Regions from separate parts of the Mus musculus genome. Here regions 2, 3 and 4 are each linked to region 1. Evidence: chromatin contacts called from public Hi-C, Micro-C and promoter capture Hi-C data. All regions are on one chromosome and are shown on one strand. Each heading gives the region's core, a stretch centred on a gene start, on an enhancer-like site or on the middle of the called end of the contact. The rest is flanking DNA. Distances are from core to core; before and after follow the strand shown. Region 1 holds the start of Nup205 (nucleoporin 205). Region 2 has its middle 24 kb from the start of Slc23a4. Region 3 holds the start of 1700065J11Rik (RIKEN cDNA 1700065J11 gene). Region 4 overlaps Cnot4 (CCR4-NOT transcription complex, subunit 4).

Region 1 (3,272 bases), core at 467-2,966:
TGGTAAGGTTGTTTGCACCAACCATAGCACAATCCTTCATGCAAATGAATTACATTCTGTACCAATCACAAGTCCTCTGATGATCGAACACCAGGAAGAGTGCTCCTCCTATAGCCTGCTTGAAAATGGTCACAGGGTCACTGGGAGTTCACTTAGGCTAGTCTAATTCCAGTGCATTCAAAGGCTAGTACAGGCTGTGGAGTGACCATGACTGGAGCATGTCTTCAGCTGTGCAAATGTGAGCATATCCCCAGGGTGTCTGTAAACTCTCCAGAATAGCAGGGCTGCTGTAAGGGCAGTCTGGTCAGTCGCTAGTGAAAGAGGTGCTTGGCTTAGAACTCTCCATTGAAGGCTTCCAAATATAAGCGAAGAGCTTTCAAGCAGATCGCTACTGACATCAATCATTCACAGAAATCATTATATTTTACAGTAGACTTAATGAAAGCTTAAGACAGAATTAGTACTTCTAACGTATGTAGAAGTTACTTAGTAGGCTTTTTAGGTTCTTATCTCACTAGCCCGCTTCCATTCTATTCTGTAACGTGTTTTTCCTTTCTTTCTTCTTTTTGTTTTTTTGAGACAGGGTTTCTCTGTATAGCCCTGGCTGTCTTGGAACTCACTCTGTAGACCATGCTGGCCTAGAACTCAGAAAATCTGCCTGCCTCTGCCTCCCAAGTGCTGGGATTAAAGGCGTGGGCCACCACGCCCGGCTAGCAAATTTTAAATTTAACGAGTAAGTTTAGTAGTTTTGGTTGCTTAGGTAGAAAAAACATTTGGTGTTTGTGAAATTTATGTCGAATTTGACTCAACATGTTGGGGATGAGGAAGCAAATGGGTGACACTTTTGAAGTCAGGCAGGCAGTACTCAAATTTTGTCGCTGTCTGTAATTTTCTTTTTTTTTTCCAAAGATTTATTTATTTATTATATGTAAGTACACTGTAGTTGTCTTCAGACATCCCAGAAGAGGGCGTCAGATCTCATTACAAATGGTTGTCAGCCACCACATGGTTACTGGGATTTGAACTCAGGACCTTTGGAAGAGCACTCAGTGCTCTTAACCTCTGAACCATCTCTCCAGGCCCTGTCTGTAATTTTCGAAGCACAATGTGATTATGTCTACAGAATATACTTATTAAATAGAAATTCCTTAATCACTTACTCACTTCACTCTACTCTCTTAAGGTAAGGGGGATGGCTATTCAAATAAAATTTAACTTGAAATGAAGGTCATGAGAATTTTTTCTCTTTTTTTTTTTTTTTTTTTTTGAGACAGGGTATATAGCCTGTATAGCCCTGGTTGTCCTGGAACTCACTTTGTAGACCAGGCTGGCCTTGAACTTAGAAATCCGCCTGCCTCTGCCTCCCGAGTGATGGGATTAAAGGCGTGCGCCACCACGCCCAGCAAGAACTTTTTCAGTTTCACTGATTTCCCTTTTTTGAACACTAGTCAACTGCACGGCTCACTCGAAATAAAACTACGGGTCCCATGATGCATTGCACAGCTAGTCTCCGAACCGGCTGCCCTCGGCTTGTTTTAACGGTAATGGTCGCAGTTAGACTCGATGGCCCTAGGCCAGAGCAGGGCGGGGAGCCTTGTGCACACCCGCTCGAGCCTCGCATGGCGTTCTCGGAGGCCCTGGGGACGCCCTTGTGTTCAGGCGTCGACGCGGGCAGGCCCTCGGGCCCGGGGTCCTCCCCGCGGCAGGAGCGCTCTCTCAGTCCTCCTCCAAGATGGCGGCGCTGTTGGCGGTAAATTCGGGTGAGCGCGGCGGGCCCGCGAGGGACCCGCGGGGACCCACGGGGGGCGGGGCCGGCGAGTGGGGAGCGCTGGTGCAGTCGGGCCGTTGGCAGTGCGGGCGCGAGCGTGTGCGCAGGGCCCGCTCTCGCCGCGCTCCGGCCTGCAGCCCCGCGCCGCCTCCGTTTGAATGGCGCGCGGCGCGGCGACAGTTTGGCCCTCGAAACGGGCGTGTGAAGGGGAGGCGGAGCGGCGGGGTCCCGGGCAGCCAGGCGCGCGCCCCCGAAGCCGCTTCGTCCCCCCAATATCCTTCAGGTGTAGGCAGGCCATCTACCGCCGAGGTACGGCTCAAGTCCCGGGCTGTGGGACCCAGGCGAGGCTGGAAGGAAGCTGGTCTGGAAGGGGGCCGTGGGCCGGTCATGGGGCATGGGGGTGAGGAGGTCTTGCCAGCCGCGAGGCGGTGCCACGGGCTCAGCACGTGCCGCCCTGCACCGTTGTCACAGCCACGGCGGACGGTGACATCGCTGTGAAAAAGCTGGGGCTGGGGTCATCTTTGGTAATTGGAACCCCTCAGAGATGCTTGAAGAAGTGGATGGGTTTTGATTTGTCCTGGTTCCAGGAACACGGTGCCGGTCGTTAGTGGGGAGGACTTAGATGTCAAACATTTCGTACGAGGTCTGGCACTCCTGAACACGGCTTTAGACACTCGATTCATGAGTACAATTAAGAGGCAACATAGCAAACGTTTACGGACCATCTTTTTCAGCAGGACTGTTTTGTTTTTAAACTGTTTTTGGTACTGGTTCTTGCCAGTTTACCAGTATTTTTTGAAAATTACCTAAATCTGAGTTTTGTACATAAACCATCTCAGAAGTGGTATGGTAAATTGTTCTGTAGAAATGAAGTTTTCTGTTGTATTGACAACATATTGTCTGCTCACTGGAGCAAGTGTTAGTCTTGATTGTTGAATCCCTTTATACCTGGTGTATGTGTGTATTTCATTTATATATTTGGAGTAATGCAATTAAATATCTCAGATTTAATTTGGAAGCAAAGACTTCCAGTGATTACATAATTTCTCCAAAATTAAACAGTTAATGCCTTTTTTTTTCTTCCCCGCCCCCCCCCCCCCCCCAGGGTTTCTCTGTGAAGGCCTGACTGTCCTAGAACTCACTCTGTAGACCAGGCTGGCCTCAAACTCAGAAATTCACCTTCCTATGCCTCCCAAGTGCTGGGATTAAAGGCATGCGCCACCACTGCCCAGCCAGTTAATGCTTTTAAGCACAACTTTATGACATTACATCATGCTTGTCCCCCCTCAAAGTAGTTAAATTAAATGCACTACTAGATTTTTTGAAAAGCCAGGCTTCCATGTAATAGTTCTGTTACATACATTTATAGCATATAATATCCTGAGTTACCATTAAACACAAGCCACTGACAGTTGTCACTAGCTCCCAGGAGTATAGTGTGTACAGGAGAGCTTTGATTGGCCTCAAGAAAAGAAAGCATTTTAAAAAGCCAGGAGTCAGTCAA
Region 2 (3,270 bases), core at 617-3,116, 180 kb before region 1:
GAATTTATAAATCAAGCAAGCAAACTGATCAGTGTACTGGCGTCCAGCCTTGACAGATACTCCTTAAGAACAACCTAACAGCCAATTTTCATTTTCCCCTTGGAATTCAGACTCCCTGAACTCTGTGTTCAAACAGGGTAGCAGAGGGAGGCCAGACCTTGGCTCATAACCACCCTCCTATCATTGAGTTGCTCGTCCATTGTTCTCTGCCCCAGAACTCCGGGGTGTGCGCAAGCAGATGCTCCAGTCCAAACATCTAAGAGCTGCCCACTCTCTACCTCCCTGGCAGGAAAACAAAAGGTAGATATGAGAGGGCAATCAGAAAATATGGAGCACAGGCACCAAATAATGACCCATAGAAAACTATTCATAGCAGTTGGTCAAAGGCAGGAAGTTATGACAGAGCTTGGAAGTCTTGACAGCAGTATGCATTCAGTACTCCAACCACATGTGGCCGGGAATAGCTGGAAGGCAGCTCCCAGCGGGTCCAGAATCTTCCCAGTGGTGACCAGAACCTAGGCCCACCCCTAGCCCATGGTTTCCCTAATAGCTAAGCGTTTTCCTTTATTTAAACTGACAAAACCAAGGAGCAAAATAGAAGGTTTCATGCATTGTGTGGGAAGGGAGACTATGGGACATGCTGGACAGCTACTGGACATGCAAGACTAACAAACAGAAGGCGGAAAGGTACCTCCATGGCCCTCATCTCTGAATATCAGACAGATAGGGAAAAGGCTTACAGCCCTCTCAGCAGGCGCTAGCTTAGGGGCCAGCTACTCACAGAAAGAGCAGGAAGAGAGGAGAGCCACACTCCAGGAAGGTACAGGTCAGGGTTCTCTCCCTCCCTTCCTCTTCCTCTTCCTCTTCCTCCTTCCTTCCTTCCTTCCTCTTCTTCCTTTCTCTATTCTTCCCTTCTTCTCTCTCTGTCCCTCTCTTTGTTTTTTGATAAAAGGTCTTCCTACAGCTTAGGCTGGTCTTGAACTCTTGACTCCTCTGAGCCTGGAGTACTAGAATTATAGACAAGCATCAGCACAGCCAGCTCTTCTAGTTGCTGCCCCCCCCCCCCATTGTGTTCCCTTTACCAACCCACTTGCTCCATGCCCTAACTATTGTTCAACATACCATTTGATATGGAGGAGCAGCAGTCTGCTGTAATCCAGAGCTAGTAATAAGGGAAGACATTCTATTCCTTGGCTGGAAGTCAAGACAGGAACCTGGAGCATGAACCCTGAAGGAATACTGTTTACTGGCCTGCAGGGATGTCTGTGCAGGCATTTTCTTGATTGGTCATGAATTTAGGAGAGCCTAGCTCACTGTGGGTGGTGCTATCCCTAAGGAGATGGGCTGAGTACATAAGATTAGATATGGCTGGCGAGACGGCTCAGTGGTTATGAACAAGGATGTCTCATCCAAACAAAGGACATGAGTTTGGTCTCTAGGACCCATAGGAAGCAGCTCACAAACACCTGTAATTCCAGTTCCAGGATGCCTGTGGCCTCTTGGGGGCACAAGCGTGTGCGCGCGCGCGCACACACACACACACACACACACACTTTAAAATGTAGTGGAGCACTGGCTGAGGAGCTTAAATAAAGCAAGCCTGAAGTTCTCTCCTTTCTTCAGTTCGTCTGAAGCTGGGCAGAGTTCATCTAACTGGGGCTGGATTCAAAACTAAGCATCATGGAACTTAAACGGGCAAATGGAAAGAAAAATGAAAAGGAACTCCGAGAACTGGCCACGGATCTAGGTGCTTAAATGGAAACCCGGCACAGCTTTCCACCGAAATGTCATCTCATCTCAGAGCATATGCACAGAGACGTGGGCTTTTCCGGATCTCTGACATGAAGGAGCCTGCTCTCTCCGTCTGCAGCAGTTGATGGGAACGGGAAGCTCGCCAGCTCCTCGTCATCATCAGCAGATTTCTTAATTAGCTTGCTGATACTGCCGGCGTTTTGGAGCGGAGCCCTGCCTCTGCTATTTTTAGGGGCTTGTACTAGGAACCCACCTGCCATTTAGCTCTCCTGTCTTCATGAGTGACACGGATATGGACGCAGAGGATGAAATGGGAAAGGAACACGGACGGCCTGGTGAGGTACCCAGAAGAAGCTCTCCCCACAGCTCGAGCGCTCTGGCCCCATCTCCTCTTCCCATCGCCAGAGTTTTCAGAACAGCTCCTGGTCTTAAAGATGACCTCAGGGAAGAGGACAAACCAACGTTCTATGCCAAAGAGTGCCAAGTCCCAGTGTGCAGCGGCTAACTTTGCTGTATCCCCAGGTCCTACACAGCATCCATGTCTTTTAAAAAAAAGAACCCAAATTAAAAAACAAACAACTCGTTGTGGAAGCTGCAGTGTGTCCCACAGAATACCCCTTGGCTCACACTTCTTTGCTTGCAAACGTTCACTGCAATGAGCCATTTGTCTGGTCTGAGGCCTCTGGCTTCTGCTCCACCATCCATACTAGAGCCTTACGGGACCTCTCTCAGGTATCTTGTTGTCCGGTAACTGTTAACTTATGCAGTAGTCACACGGCTGGTGAGAAGCCGGAAGCCCTATAGAGCCGGATCCAGGTTTACCCACACCCAATGAATCACATGTCAACAACATGTCAGAGTTCCTGTCAGCAAAGAAGTTGGGAAATGGGAACGCTCATATATTGGAGAAATTAGTCTTCACTGGCTGGTCCATCTCTACAGTAGCCTGTAGTGGTAAACATTTGATATTAATTGGGGGTTTCTACCCTGCCTTTGATCATTCAGTTCCCAGGTAAAAGACACAAAACCTTTATATTTATAATAAGCCTCAAACAGCACAAGAGCTGGGCCGACATCTCCCTCTAAGCTGTTAGTATCTACTTCCCTATCAATAACCCTGAGTTACAACTTGCTGTGTTCTACCTGGGCTGCTTTTACTCCAATTGGTCAGCCTTTCAAAATGGTGTTTTCCTGATTCACCTTCCTCACAGTATCTTCTTCACCTCCTCTTTCTTCCTTGTGGTCTCTGCTTCAAACTCCAAGCCCTGGAACTGAAGCCCCACCTACCTCTCTTCTGCCCAACTATAGGCTGTAGACATCTTTATTAACCAATCAGGGATAACTTGGGGGGCAAGGTTACAAAGCATCACTTGGTGTACTAAGGATCCCCTTGTCCCTGGGGGCAACAAGATTTTGGGGGGCAGTGTTTAGCATTACAACAGACCAAACCTCAACAGTTGCCATTCAGTCTTTTTAAACTTTCAAGGGAATTTGGTTACAGCATTATTCATGATGGTA
Region 3 (3,439 bases), core at 750-3,249, 150 kb after region 1:
GAGGAGACAGGTAGTTTCCTTTCTGAAGAATGCTATTAGGAATGGAATTAATATGTGTAAGAGCTGAGACCAATACCTGCTACAGACTCTGTATTCAGCGCATAGACACTATAGACACAATAAGAAACAGGCTCAGAGGGGTCAAAAAAATCTACCGAAGGTCACTCTGTTAGGAGACCTGGGGCTTCAGCCTGAGCCTATGAGATTATGCATGCAAAATGACTCCTCTAACCGGCCTCACAGCCTTCTGTTTCTAGAACCCTTAAATAGAGGGTTGGTTAATCCGTTCTCAGGGACTGGGGAGAAAACCTAGTTTGCCTGCCAATTTCTCTGATGAACATACTCCCACTAAGGCTGACCTGAAGCTACTAAGTGGTTTAGAAAGCAGCTTTCAAGTTTCTGAAATTCTAACAATGGGCTCTTGGGCATCCTGCATGGTAGGAGCTGACCCAGCACACGATTGCATCTTATGAAGTTAGTTCTCCTGGCTCTGATACTAGCCGGCTTCTGGTGTCATGCTTGCTCATAGAACTTATTTTATAAATCTAAAGGATTGTCCAAAGGACCTTGAGAGAATAGGGCTTCCTTGGATGTTTGCTGATTGGCTCTAAAGCTGGGCAACCTCAGCTCTGATTGGCTCTAAAGCTGGGCAACCTCAGCTCTGATTGGCTCTAAAGCTGGGCAACCTCAGCTCTGATTGGTCTAAAGCTGGGCAACCTCAGCTCTGATTGGCTCTAAAGCTGGGCAACCTCAGCTCTGATTGGCTCTAAAGCTGGGCAACCTCAGCTCTGATTGGCTCTAAAGCTGGGCAACCTCAGCTCTGATTGGCTCTAAAGCTGGGCAACCTCATGTTTTGCGATTTTCCTGCTGTTACTCTTCAGACTCTCTCCTTTCAACTTCCTGTTTATACCTCTTGCCTCCTGATACCCTGACCTAAATGGCAGCCAAAAGGCAAGCGGGTTTGGTGACATGGTCCACGGGAGTCAGACATGCCCAAGGGAATAGACCCATTCAGTCTGTAGGTAAAGTGTTGAATGAATGAGCAAAGGAATGTAGAAAGAAGCCACAGGTTTTGAACAGTGGGAATGCCTGTGTCAGCTTCCAGCCTTCTCTTCTGGCTTGGTACCCAGAATCGCGTCTACTGAATCCTCCCTCCCTGTCTACACAGCCAGCACCTTTGGTCTGGATTCTATTTTAAATCCATAAGTGAGGTAATTTGGTTTGACAACAGAAGCACAGATGGAGTCACAGAGTGCTGGCCTCCAAGGCAGACGACGCATCCATTCATCCCGCTAGGACTGCCATCATCAGTGACTCAGTGATACGTGTAGTCTTGTGTCAGGCCAGGCCAGGCCAGAATGTCCTCCTGCAATGTCCATGTGCGCAGAGTATTCTCTGCCAGGCGCAAGAATCCTTTGGGCAATTCAGCTTCCATGTGTCTGTGAGGCCGGAAGCTCTGCTTGCCAGAGCAGCGTGTCAGTGGAGAAAGGGTTAGGCCCGCTAATGGCGGCACTGACTGAACATGACGGACCGGATCTCTGCCAACTTTGTGGGGTTCACACAGTGCACTTTGGGATCTGTTCCTTATACTCCAAACTGTAAAGAAGAACCGAGGAGAACTCTTGCTTCCATAAAAAATGTGCAAGCTACGGTTCCTTAAAGAACTGTGACTTAGAAAGCAGAAAATATAGCTTAGAAAGCAAATGAAAGTCCCCTGTGTAGTCATGGCTCAGCTTAGATGAGCAGCTATTAAATGTGAGCAAATGTGAAACTGTCATTGTGTTCGTTCACTGAGGTGCTTGTTGTAGTAATTAGCCTACCCAGACTGATAGATTCTGTGTGTGTGTGTCCATCTGTCTGTCTGCGTGTCTGTCTGTCTGTCTTAGATCCTTAGAGGTTAGAGAAGTGGAAGGTGGGGGTTGGTATGGTACCAGAAGGAATATTCTAGAATGGAATGTTGCCTGGAGAGGGTATCTTATTTGCTCACTGGTTACATTGCATAGAAGGAGAAGACGTGGAGCCTTATGGAGGGAGTGGTTAGTATTTTCCTTATCTTCTCCCCTAGAGTCTGGCCTTGAAGGGATTTGAAGGATAGGCATGCACATTTGCTCTGGCTTAGTAAGTAGATGGTCAGCCATGTTCAGGCCCAGTGGGTAGCAGTCTGGGAACAGAAGGGAGCCCAGGGAGGAGTTGGACTCTCCTGCTCCCAGCAGGCTTGGGAGAGGGTGAGTTATGTAAGGAATTTCCTGCTTTGAATCACGATGCCAATAACCACAGCTCAGCAGGTTCGTCTCCTGGCCACTGTCCGTGATTTTCCAAAAACACCTCTGAAAACATTCACATTTGTCCTTAACAGCCCTGGACCAGTTCGTTAGCGAATCTGATTTGGGGTAAGAAACTTACAATGGATTTATTTTCATCCACAATCAAAATGGAAGGGAATCTTCCTTTTCTCCCTTTTGAATTTGGAAACTCTGGGGAGGAATTTTTCCAGTAAGAACAAGAGGTGGGCGGGGGTCGGGAGAGGTCAGAAAAACACTTGAGAGCCCTGGCAGGTATGGGCTGATGTGGGATGGCACTGTCTGGCTGTTTACACAATGTTGTGGCTTTTATGTGCTGAGGATGAGCCCAGCCTAGGGAAAGGACAGTTCCAGACCAGGACTAGCTCTGCCTGCTATTGGGCTGGGAGCCTTGAGTTCAGGGGCTTCCACCAGCTCCTTAGCATCCCAGGGAACCATTTCCTCCCAGACCTTAGTAAAGCCAGGTGGGTGGCATGCCACCTTGAATCCAGAGGTGCACTGGATGGACTGTGGTCCCCAGAAGACATGTGTGGGGTGATGTTTAGGGGAAAATAGTTTCTAAAGCAGGATACAGGGACCTGAGTGCCTTGAGCAAAAGCTCTTTAGCAGCCTCCTCGACATCTCTTTGTTCTCTATTCTTTTCTCCTGAGCCCACAAAAGAGAGATCAGTAGAGAGCAGGGACTAGCTTCCACAGGAGAGGAGTGGAGGAGGAGAAAGATCAAGGGTGAGCCCAGAGGGACTGGGGCAGAACTGGTGCCTCCAGCATCCTGTACAAGGTGTTTTGATTGCAGTCTGCCGACCTCACCTTAGGAGATATATTAGGTATTTTTTCCCCAGCTGTGACCAAATACCCAACAAGAAGCAACTTAAAGAAGGAAGGTCTTGGTTTGGTTTATTATGGCCAGGAAGGCATGATGGCAGGGGGTGTGGCTGGTCACAGGCACTGACAATCAAGAAGCAGAGAGATGAATATTGGCCTCATTAGTTGTTTTCCTTTTTAGATTTATTTATTTATATGTGTGAGTGTTTTCCTGCACTCACGCACACACACAGCACATGCCACGTTAGTGCCTGGTATCCAGGAAGGCCATCAGATCCTTTGGAACTGGAGTTGCAGATGGTTGTGAGCCAGCCTGTG
Region 4 (3,301 bases), core at 527-3,026, 150 kb before region 1:
AGACAGCCCCAAAAGAGAAAAAAGCTGCCCATGTCTATGTCTATAGAACTCATTTTTGGTAACCTGAATCCAGATACTGAGGAATATATTTAAAAAAACAAATTATTTAACAAGCTTTCACTTGGTCTACTTTGTATAGACTATTAATTGATTTTTTTTAACGAGTCAAATATTTAAGGGGAAAACCCAAGGTTCTATGAGGTGCACAATTAAAACGAGAACAAAAACTAAGAAACAAACAAAAAAGCCAAGGTCCCTCTTTCAGGGTGGGGACAGAGAAATAACATACCTTAAGAAACAGACTAGCATTTGTAGCCAGGAGAAACACCCCTCCACATACACTCCCTGTACCTTGTGTTATCGGAGGTCAACTTCAAGACCTCTTGTGAGCTACTAGGTAAGCATTCTATCACTGAGCTACAAGTGATAGATACCCTAAGCTCCATGAAACCACCCCCACCCTTGAGACAGGGTCTCCTGTATCTCAGGCTGGCCTTGAACTCCCCATGAAGGCACAAATGACTGATCCTCTTGCTTCTGGCTCTGGAGTATGGGAATTACTCAAACCCAGGGCTTCCTGCATGCTCGGAAGCATTGAATCAACTCTACTATACCCCCAGGACCCAGCAATCCCTAGAGTTGAAGGTTCTAATATAATTGAGAGTCTCTCCCTCCAGCTCCACCACTTTAACTGGGCATGAACAAGACCCTCTGATAAAAAACTGAAATCATACATGTGTCAATTACAAGATGGCCTGGTAGAGAAGACAGTCTAGCTTCTAGAATGGTGTTCGATTATGCATAAGAAACAGTTGAAACCTTCATGGAAGGGAAACAAGACTGCCTTGGAAGGATAAAACTGCCATATAGCTAGCTACATGGGAAGGACTACAGGATGCTCTTAGGTCTGGATGTTCCGGGTCAGTAAGGTGCCCACACCGATGCCCAGCTTCTCTCTCCCCTACCCCACTCATTCTATGCTCTTACATTTGTCAAAAGAGAGAAACAGAAGAACACTTACCTCCACTTACAGAGTAACACATTCAGGAAACTTTACTATGAAGTAGCATCATAACACAACCAGAGGCAGCAAAGCAAGGCTCGAAGGAGAGCCATTTACCTTAGTGTTAGCTTTGCTGCTAACCAAGAACCACTTAAAAAAATAAAACAAATAAAGCCCATGTTTCCTTTTTTTTAAATCAAAGGCTATATTTGCTCTGCAAAATAATACAATCCAATAACAGTGCCAGCCAAAGATGTCATCTGTGGTACGCAACACACAAACAACCGGAAATTAGGATCTTCCCAGTATAGTTTGATTGTAAGGTAGCTTGGGAAACAAATCTCCCAGTTTGTAATTTTTAACAATCTTTACTGAAAAACAACAAACAACATCCCCCATATACGCACTCGAAGCAAAGCCAGTGCCCTAACCATTCTGGGAGCCCGAGAGCATAGCGTGTTGCTTACAGTGGGGATGGTTGGGGGAGGGGGCGTGTCACAGGACAGGACCCAGAGCCTTAGCTCTTGGAATGGGAACACATTTTAAAGAGCTTGGAGGAAAAGTTTACCTCCCTCCCCTGCTCCCTTCTCTAGAGCTGAGCTGAGAGTTAATGCAAAGAAAGGAAACCCGGGAATGCTAACAAACTTCATCAAAACAGCTCCAGCTACACTACCTCACACCCTGACCCAGATTCATTCTGACTGTAGACTCAGTAGACTAAGACCATTCCTGGAAACAAGGCAAGGCTTGTTTTTGTAGTAAGCGGTGGTGTTAGACAAGTGCTCTCCTGCTGAGCCACACCCTGGCTTGGCAGCTGGCTTTGGACGCCACAATACAATCCTCATTGGTGATTGCTGCCCTACATATTCTGGGATGCTCACCAGCACCATTCCCTCCTGTCTGTAGTCGTTCTAAGTGCCATGGGAGGGAGGGAGGCGGAGGCAAAGTCGCCATCAGAACCACTGGCAAAGGAAGGGGGCTCCTTTGCTTCTGAGGCTCCAATAATAAAGGCCCCCCCCCCAACAGTGGACCACTGACTCAAATCTGATGTAACTGAATTATCTTTTAAGGATTCACACTAGAAATTCACTGAAAGAAGTCAGCAGGTCTATTCAAGAAAGGACTGGGCTGAAAGCTGTCACTTGGCTATAGGAGGCAGCACCAGAGCTGCCTGCCAATATAATCTCAAGCCTGTATCCTACCCAGTCTCTACTGCCTTACCCCTGGGTAGACAGAATGAAAGAAGGAAACATCATCAAAAGCACAGTCATTTCTTGATAAGTGACTAACAACAAATGTCTCTCTATTGGTCACTTTCCAATGAGCCATGGCAGCATATTTACTTGCTGGGAACTGGCCCCGAGAACAGGCCTCGTCTTAGGAACTATAGCAGCCACCATGCTCACAGAGGTACTGTGTGGCCAACCTGCTTAGCATGTCTGCCATGAACACTCTACAAGCAGAATTTGAAAAGACCAAGTAAATACTCACTTTATTCTTTAAAGTATTTAATTAGTGCTGGCAGGACTCTCTATAAACACATAGGCCTTATCAACTAAAGTGGTTTGATACAATGCTTTGGTGGGAGCAGCTGGCCCACAAACTTGGCCCAAATTCTTAAGTTTCAATTAATGACTATAGTACTGGGACCAGAGAGCCTATGTCAAGTTAAATTACTTGTGAGTGGCTTGACAGCCCACATGAGAAGGCATCACTGAGTTCCACTCAGAAGCAGTCCTAAACTCATCCCGTTTGTCCGTCTTCACGCTCTTTCCCATTGTGAGTCAGTCCACTTCTCCTTTCCTCCCACGTTTCCCTCTTCTCTGCCCTACAGCGTACATTTTCAGGGGTGCACAGGAAACGGCCTCCAAGTGTCACCACACTGCTGCTCTCTCCAATCCTTTTCACTACAGTTTATCAGTATTTACTGCATGAAAGCCTAGCTCCCTCAAACTTCAACAGCCTATCTTCCTGTGACTCTAATATAAAGGAATATGCCAAACCAAACTTTAAAGGATAGAAAAAAGTGCCATATTACAACTTAAGTTTTGTATATGGGTAAGAGGTTCTTCAGGACAGTGGCAAAATCATCAAAATTTATTAATTAAAATTATCCCTAGGACTGTCAAGAAATTCCTTCAGACATAAATACAATCAGCTTATTAAAAAGACTCCATTTAAATGATAGAGTTTCTACTTAAATTTCTAAGACTATGTTTATTATAAAACAAGACAGACCAGTATGGCAGAGCTGAGCTGCCTGAGCACAGAACTAAGCACAGACTTAAAAAAAATAAG

Evidence for each region. Promoter capture Hi-C pulls out the DNA fragments that hold promoters and counts their contacts. A called contact is a pair of places that touch in the nucleus more often than the background predicts.
Region 2: a contact with region 1 is called in a Hi-C map of cerebral cortex, with 4 times the contacts expected there. The contact joins the enhancer-like site here to the promoter of Nup205 in region 1. A contact is called at or near these places in 6 of 39 promoter capture datasets (the 3T3-L1 cell line, 3T3-L1-derived adipocytes, the C10 cell line and 2 more), 1 of 15 datasets of contacts at CTCF or cohesin (embryonic stem cells), 35 of 484 Hi-C or Micro-C datasets (the AML12 cell line, the Ba/F3 cell line, the G1E-ER4 cell line and 19 more), 2 of 115 datasets of contacts at active chromatin or transcription factors (PVALB interneurons and astrocytes) and 2 of 9 other capture datasets (adipose tissue and liver).
Region 3: a contact with region 1 is called in a Micro-C map of embryonic stem cells, with 2.2 times the contacts expected there. The contact joins the promoter of 1700065J11Rik here to the promoter of Nup205 in region 1. A contact is called at or near these places in 7 of 39 promoter capture datasets (the 3T3-L1 cell line, embryonic stem cells, hippocampal neurons and 3 more), 1 of 484 Hi-C or Micro-C datasets (embryonic stem cells) and 1 of 115 datasets of contacts at active chromatin or transcription factors (pancreatic cancer cells).
Region 4: a contact with region 1 is called in a promoter capture Hi-C map of neural stem cells. The contact joins the enhancer-like site here to the promoter of Nup205 in region 1. A contact is called at or near these places in 4 of 39 promoter capture datasets (the HPC-7 cell line, cranial neural crest, neural stem cells and 1 more), 1 of 484 Hi-C or Micro-C datasets (nephron progenitors), 1 of 115 datasets of contacts at active chromatin or transcription factors (microglia) and 2 of 9 other capture datasets (adipose tissue and liver).

Annotation. Positions count from the first base shown.
Region 1 is chr6:35,175,900-35,179,171 of GRCm38.p6, forward strand. It overlaps Nup205 (nucleoporin 205), which reads left to right and starts at 1,717. Exons shown (of 43, transcript NM_027513.1): 1 at 1,717-1,760. The coding sequence starts at 1,733.
Region 2 is chr6:35,000,500-35,003,769 of GRCm38.p6, forward strand. No RefSeq gene overlaps it. Among named protein-coding and RNA genes, the nearest start is that of Slc23a4, 24 kb to the left of the region's middle. Within about 2 kb of position 1,867, at least 29 of the 459 cell types and tissues checked have an H3K27ac peak or open chromatin away from gene starts, as enhancers often do. A contact at or near this core is called in the HL-1 cell line, the N1E-115 cell line, PVALB interneurons and 4 more, where this site is marked.
Region 3 is chr6:35,328,847-35,332,285 of GRCm38.p6, forward strand. It overlaps 1700065J11Rik (RIKEN cDNA 1700065J11 gene), which reads left to right and starts at 2,000. Exons shown (of 3, transcript NR_040526.1): 1 at 2,000-2,036.
Region 4 is chr6:35,025,700-35,029,000 of GRCm38.p6, forward strand. All of the region lies in intron 10 of Cnot4 (CCR4-NOT transcription complex, subunit 4), which reads right to left. Among named protein-coding and RNA genes, the nearest start is that of Slc23a4, 49 kb to the left of the region's middle. Within about 2 kb of position 1,777, at least 42 of the 459 cell types and tissues checked have an H3K27ac peak or open chromatin away from gene starts, as enhancers often do. A contact at or near this core is called in neural stem cells, where this site is marked.